2 separate regions of the Mus musculus genome follow, and region 2 is linked to region 1. A link is a contact called in public HiChIP or PLAC-seq data. All regions are on one chromosome and are shown on one strand. The core of a region is the stretch at or near the end of the contact, and the rest is flanking DNA. Distances in the headings are between cores, read along the strand shown.

Region 1 (3,583 bases), core at 715-3,214:
ATAAAGTTAATCTTGTAGAACTCGCAGGTCATTGCAGGTCCAAGAGGCACTCTTTCAAACAACTGACCTCAAACTAAGGCTGAGGTGAAGATCTGGGATCCAGTCTTCGGTCCACAAAGAAGCTATAAGGGATGTTATTCGGAATAACCATAAAACTTTGAGTAGAAACTTGGGTGAGGACTGGAGATGTGGTTACATGGTAGAGTGTCTCCCTTACACACTGGAAACCCCAGGTTCTGGCCCCAGCATCACAAAAATCAGGCATGGAAGCTCATACCCTTAATCCTAGCACTGGGAGGCAAAGCCAGGAAGACTGGGACTTCTAGGTCATTCTGGTTTCAGTAAGTTCAAGGCCAGTCTGGGTTGCACGAGACTCTGCCTGAAAAGGAGAAGCCCCCAAAGTAGGACAACAACGAAGTGGGCCTGAAAGACTGTTCAGTTGTTAAGAGAGCAGCAGCAGCAGCAGGAGGATCTGATTTCAGATTCCAGTTGTCTCATGTAACAAGCTGGCTATTCCACAAATGACCATAACTCCAGCTTTGAGGGGTGCAGTGCCTTCCCTGGTCTCTGCATATGCAGGTACTCACACTAGTGCACACACACACACACACACACACACACACACACACACACACACACACAGAGAAACACACACACACAAATAAATCTTTAAAAAGTGTATCCGTGACTGTCCTGGAATTTGCTAGGTAGACCAGGCTGGCTTTGAATTCACAGATCTATCTGCCTTTGCCTCTGGAGACCGTGTGAACCATGACATCTTCCCCAATTAACAAAAATACACTTATTTATTATGTAGCCAGTTGGGGGGGGGGGCGCGGCAGGGAGGGGAGATGGGCCCTCTACAATGTAGAGATCAGAGGACAACTTGTGGAAGTTGTTCTCTCCTCCCACTACAGGAGTGTCTGTGTATGCCCTTCCAGGATTATATGGGTCCTCTGTTTCAGTCCTTTGGTCTCCTAGTGATGGAGATGTTCAAGAACGGCACCCTTCACCCGACTCCTGAGATTTCCCCTGAATGCACCTCTAGAGCTTCCATTCTCACTTCACACAGAGGGAGTGTTCAGAGCCTTTGCAGGTCTCCTGGATGTAAAACTCAGTGAATGGCAACGAAATGATAGGCCTCATGGTAAAACCATGTAGAGTGTGGGATGTGCTAGGAGCTGGTGTGGATTTTTTTTACAAAGTATTTTATCTTATTTCTTGCGCACATAAGCGTGTGTGTGTGTGTGTGTGTGTGTGTGTGTGCGCGCGCGTGCGTGCAAGCATTCGAGCACAGTGTGTGTAGGAGTGCATGTGTATCACGGGGTACATGTGGCAGTCAGAAGACAATGTATGTGTTGGTTTTTTTATTTTAGCATGGGAGGCCCAGGAATTGAACTCGGGTGTCTGTGATTGGCAGCAAGCACCTTTCCCTCTTCGGTAGACCTTTGTGATCTTCACATTGTAGGAGAGCTGCACACAGGTACATGAGACTCATATCCACGAAACCCCTGGCCAGATTGTAAATGCTGCCCGCCCGGGTTTGTGGCGCAGTTGGAGCCTGAGTTTTGAGGTGATTGATGTTTAGTGTCCCCATGAAACTTCTATATGGTTTGCATGGGTGCGGCTACTTTTGTTCATTGGCCTCTCTACACCCAGGTTTAGAGGGTTTGGAGTCAGGGGTGTTTGCGTTTGTGTCATGACTGTGTGTGTGAGCCCTGGCTTTGGTTGTGTGCTGGAGGATAAGGATGGATGTGCTCACGAGCTGGATACCTGTCACGTCACGCAGGTTAAGCCCGCATCTCTTGTGGCAGACCTGAGTGTACCGAGGTCTGCAAGTCCCAGGCTTGGCGGGTAGAAGGGTCGGACCCCAGGAGGCCGGGCAGGGGGCGGGGGCGCTCAGAGCCGGCCCCGGGGCGGGGCGAGCCGCCCAGGCCTGGGGGCGGGGCAGCCCGACAGCCTCACTTCGGCGAAGTTGGCGGCGCGGAGGCTGGCCCGGGACGTGCCCGGAGCCCTGGGAAAGAGGGAGGAGGGAGGAGGGAGGGTCGTGGCCGGCCGCCATGGGGCTGGGGGCCCGGGGCCGCCGCCGCCGTCGTCGCCTGATGGCCTTGCCACCGCCACCACCGCCCATGCGGGCGCTGCCCCTGCTGCTGCTGCTAGCGGGGCTGGGGGCTGCAGGTGAGGGATCAGGGACTCGGAGGGTGGGACTGGGGTTGCAGGGGCGGGGAAGCAAAAAAAAAAAAGTATATATATATATATATATATTCTCCTAAGTTTGGAATTTAGAGGACCTGCCCCCCCAGGATTAAAGCCGGGGCAGAGATGCAGCAGCTGGGGGTGTGTATCAGTCATGGGGTTCGCACAGATTCATGATGGGAAGGCAGGATCCTAGAGGCCCAAGGAATCGAGACCCTTGAATGAATCAAGAGTCCAAGAGTAGGAGCTGGAGTTGTGGGAATCTGGGGCTGAAATTCGGAAGCGAGGTGTACCAAAAGTTTCAGGCTCACCCCATCCTACTTCTGCCTGGAGTCCTGGGAAGGTTAGGATGGGGGCTCAAGGACCCCCCAAGGCCTAGGACCCCTTGCACAAAAGCGCCTCCCCTATCCCGGGCGGGCCGTGAAGGGGGGGGGGGGACAAGGAGGGGGCGCGGAGTTCTCGGAGCTCTGAACTCGGAGAAAACGTCTCATGTTGGAGAGCTGCAAGACCCGGCGCTGGAGCGCGAGAAGCAGGAGCTGGAGCCCTTGCGAAGCCCGCGCCCCCTCCCCCGCGTGCCGCCCGATCCCTCTTCAGGCCGCCGGGATCCCGTAGTCTCGGGACCCCGTCTCTGTGCCGGGAGGAGAAGGGGCGAGGTCCACGTGCTCATCTCCAGCTTCTGGGCCCCCATCCCTGTGGCCGCAGCCCCTCCCCAGCATGCCTGGGCCCCCCTCCCCTCTTCCTCCACTCTGAGCTCCCCTCCCCCGCTCGGGACAATGGCTTCGCCGTCTAGACACCCCCTCCCCCCGGCCGGCCTCACGCTTTCTTTGCCAGACAAAGCGGGACCCACGAAGGGCCAGAGCGGGGACTGAGGGGGCGCCCCCACCCCTGCCCCGGGAGGCCTGATCAGCGGGGGAGGGGCATAGGCAGTTGGCTGTGGCCAGGGGTTCTAGGGCTCCTATGGTGGGACTCAGTGCTGGGCCGGGTGAGAGTTGCATAGAGAGTGGCTTAGCCTCTAGGCTCTACTAGGCAGGACTGGGCAGGAGCCACCGCCCCCGCGGGGCCAGTGCAGACTCATGGCCTGTCACACATAGAAAGGGAAAAAAATGCATGTGCACAGGTTTAGTACAGCCATAGATGCACACTTGGCACACACAAGACACACCTATGTGTTTGCTGCTCACATGTTGATGTGCATTCAGGCATAGGTCACCCAAGACCTGCTAGGCATTCATGTTCAAGGTCACATTTATAGCTGCCAATCCATGACCCAGACAAGCACACCAGTGGCCACACAGCTGTATGCTTGAATACTGCTGTTCATATAGATGGATGCACAGTGCATGCAGCTCGTGTGCACATGGTGTACAAGGCTATGCTGTTTGAAGAT
Region 2 (3,583 bases), core at 744-3,243, 250 kb before region 1:
GGTGGAGATGGAGTTGGGAGGATCAGGAGTTCGAAACCAGCCTGGGCTACATTAGGCTGTCTAAATAAATAAATAAATAAGGAAGTTAAGGAAGGAAAGAAGGAAGGAAGGAAGGGCTGGGTGAGATAAGAGAAAGAGAGAGAGAAGAAAGAAAGGCTGGAGAGATGATTAATATAAATAAATCAATAAATCAATCAATCAATCCAGGGAATCCAATGACTTCTTTTGTCTTTCATAGGCATGGCCCTCCTGCAAAAACCCACACATATATACACAATTAAAATAAAAGGGCTGGAGAGATGATTTGGTGGGTCAAGGCATTTTGTTGTGCAAACCCTGACAACTGGAGTTCTCTCTCTAGATCTCCAAGAGGAAGGAGAAAACTGACTTCCAAAAGTCGTCCTCTTACCTTCCCTTGCATGCTGTGGTACATACACATAGCCCATGAGCACACACTACACACGTATACACAATAATAATACTGATAGGTTATTTCTTTGTAGGTGAAATGAGCCAATTCAAGCCAGATTAGAATATATTAAAGGCATGTTTATTGGGGAGGGGGGACACAAGGGCCTGAAGTGTATATTTTACATATCAAAGCAGAGCTGGTCTTCGGTCTCTTACCTGGTATACCCTGTCCCCAAACCATGAACTTTCCAGCCCAGGCAGAGCTGCCCTTCCCCCAGGTGCTCCTCATATAATCCAAACATTTTGCATTTTGTGCTCTCTCTCTCTCTCTCTCTCTCTCTCTCTCTCTCTCTCTCTCTCTCTCCCTCTCTCCCTCTCTCCCTCTCTCCCTCTCTCCCTCTCCCTCTCTCCCTCTCTCCCTCTCTCCCTCTCTCCCTCTCTCCCTCTCTCCCTCTCTCCCTCTCTCCCTCTCTCCCTCTCTCCCTCTCTCCCTCTCTCCCTCTCTCCCTCTCTCCCTCTCTCCCTCTCTCCCTCTCTCCCTCTCTCCCTCTCTCCCTCTCTCCCTCTCTCCCTCTCTCCCTCTCTCCCTCTCTCCCTCTCCCTCTCCCTCTCCCTCTCCCTCTCTCTCTCTCTCTCTCTCCTCTCCTCTCCTCTCCTCTGTACTTTCGTTTTTGCCCTTTCTCTATTTTCTCCCCACCCCACCCCCATGGTGACTTCCCTGGCCTTAGTCCTTAGAACCAGTGAACTCACCTAAAACAGCTTCCCAATCAACCTGCCTTTATTATATTCAAATCTGGCTTGGATTGGCTCATTTCATCAGCAGAAAAATAGCCTATCAAAGACTTTCAGTTGTGTGTGTGTGTGTGTGTGTGTGTGTGTACAGACACACATACACACACACACTTTATTTGATACAAGGTTTTCTCTGTAGACCATGTTGGCCTCAGACTCAGAGATCCACCTGTCTCTGACTCCTGAGTGCTGGAATTGAAGTCATGGGCCACCACTGCCTGGTTTAAACACAGGAGTGGATGGTTTTTGGTTTTTGGTTTGGGGGAGGTCTTTTGTTGGTGGTGTTTGTTTGTTTGTTGTTTTGGTTTGCTTGAAACAGGTTCTCTCTACATAGCCCTTGGCTGCCCTGAAACTCATTAAAGTCTTTTAAAACATATTTTAGAATACATAAAATAAGATAAAATAAATAAAATGTAAAAGGGGGGGCTGTAGACCAGGCTGGACTTTAACTCACTAAAGTCTTTTTAAAAATATTTTAGAACAAATAAAATAAGATAAAATGTAATAAATAAATAAATAAATAAATAAATAAATAAATAAATAAATAAATGGAAGCTGGGGACACAGCTCAAAGGCACAGTGCTTGCCCAGCTTGCTTAACTCCCTAGGTTTAATCCCAATTCTGCAAAATAATAATAATAATTGATTATAATTTTACATTTCTGGAGTGTGAACTTCCCAGTCTACGGACTTCTTTTGGCAGGGACCTGTCTTGTTGACCCATCACGTCACTCTGGACGGGGACAGGACTTTGAGACCAGATAACCTTGACCTAGGCTCTCTACTCCCACACAACCTTACCTCGCTGGGGTGACTGCGACAGGTTAATTCTCATGCTCCTATCCTCCTAGGGCCTCCGAGGTTCTCTGCTGGGTCTGTGCCCTGGAACTGGAGACCCACCATGAAGGCCTGGGGTGCCCTCTGGATCGTGCTTGGATTGCTGCTGTGGCCAGAGCCAGGGGCAGGTGAGTCCGAGGATAGAGGCCTGGGGGGGGGGGGCACTTGCTTTGTTCAACCCTAATGGGACAAGGTTCCAGCTCTTAGCAAACTGCCATGCTGGCACCTTACATGACTCAAGTCCTATAGAATCAAGGAAGGGATGCCAGAAAGACCTGGAGACCTGGAGGCAAAAGTTAAGGATAATTTCCTGGAGAAGAGATACACAGAACCAGGATGGGAGGAAGGAGAGCTTGGATTGGTTGAGAAGTAGAAGAGAAAGGATATTTTACACAGAAAAGAGCCAAGTTACAGAATGCATTGCCCACAAAAGAGCACCAATTCCAGACACTAGGATTAAAATGACCTTGAGGCTCTAGATGTACAAACACTTGTTTCCAGAACATAGGAGCTGAAGCAGGAGGCTCATGAGTTGGAAGGTCAGCCTGGACTATATAATGAGTTAGAGGCCAGCCTCCAATATAGAAGCAGCCCCTGCAACAAACAAAACAACCTACCTTCTCAGATGCACATCACACCTCCTCCACTTCCTAGCTGGGTAACCTGAAGCAACTAACATGACAGTTCCATTTCAGATGCTTCATCTGTAACAGGAAGCTAATGAGATATACCGTATAATGCTTTGTGAGGATTAAATAGGTTAAATACGTCACTGGCACATGATAAGTGGTTCAATAAACATTGGCAATTATCCAACAACCCATAACTCTGCTGTGGACCTGATAACCAAACATTTCTAACTTCTACTTGTTTGTTTGCTTCTTCCTTCCTTCCTTCCTTCCTTCCTTCCTTCCTTCCTTCCTTCCTTCCTTCCTTCCTTCCTCTCTCTCTCTCTCTCTCTCTCTCTCTCTCTCTCTCTCTCTCTCTCTCTTTCTTTCTTTCCTTCTTTCGTTCTTCAAGACAAGGTCTTACTACAGCTCTGGCTATCCCAGAACTCGATCTATAGATCAGGCTGGACTCAAACTCAGAGATGAGCTGCCTCTGCTGGGATTAAAGGCGTGTGCCAGTATTCCTGGCTTGCATTCCTTTTCTTAAAGAGGGGAAAACCCATCCTCCTCCCCCACCTTTGGTTACTCGTTTGTCTGTTCACCTGTCTGTGTGTCTGTCTGTTTGTCTGTCTGAGACAAGATCCCACTCTGTAGCCAGGATGGCAGGGAACTATGTAGTTCAGGTTAGCCTTGAACTTGTAGTGATCCTCCTGCCTCAGCACTTTTAAATGAGGTGATTACAGGCATGACCATAGCAACTCTTATCAAGGAAAGCATTTCATTGGGGCTGGTTTATAGGTTCAGAGGTTTAGTCCATTTTTAGCGTGGTGGAAAGCATGCTACACAGACATGGTAGTGGAGGAGCTGAGAGTTCTACAACTTGATCCATAGGCAGCAAGAAGAGAGAGCCACTGTGCCTGGCTTGGGCTTCTGAA

What was found. HiChIP or PLAC-seq counts read pairs in DNA pulled down with a chosen protein or histone mark.
Region 2: a contact with region 1 is called in an H3K4me3 HiChIP or PLAC-seq map of embryonic stem cells, with 21 read pairs. The contact joins the promoter of Pglyrp2 here to the promoter of Notch3 in region 1. A contact is called at or near these places in 11 of 39 promoter capture datasets (the HPC-7 cell line, HPC-7-derived erythroid cells, embryonic stem cells and 5 more), 2 of 115 datasets of contacts at active chromatin or transcription factors (both in embryonic stem cells) and 1 of 9 other capture datasets (liver).

The regions. Positions count from the first base shown.
Region 1 is chr17:32,165,271-32,168,853 of GRCm38.p6, reverse strand. Notch3 (notch 3) reads left to right here and starts at 1,964. Exons shown (of 33, transcript NM_008716.3): 1 at 1,964-2,178. The coding sequence starts at 2,061.
Region 2 is chr17:32,419,385-32,422,967 of GRCm38.p6, reverse strand. Pglyrp2 (peptidoglycan recognition protein 2) reads left to right here and starts at 1,993. Exons shown (of 5, transcript NM_021319.5): 1 at 1,993-2,168. The coding sequence starts at 2,105.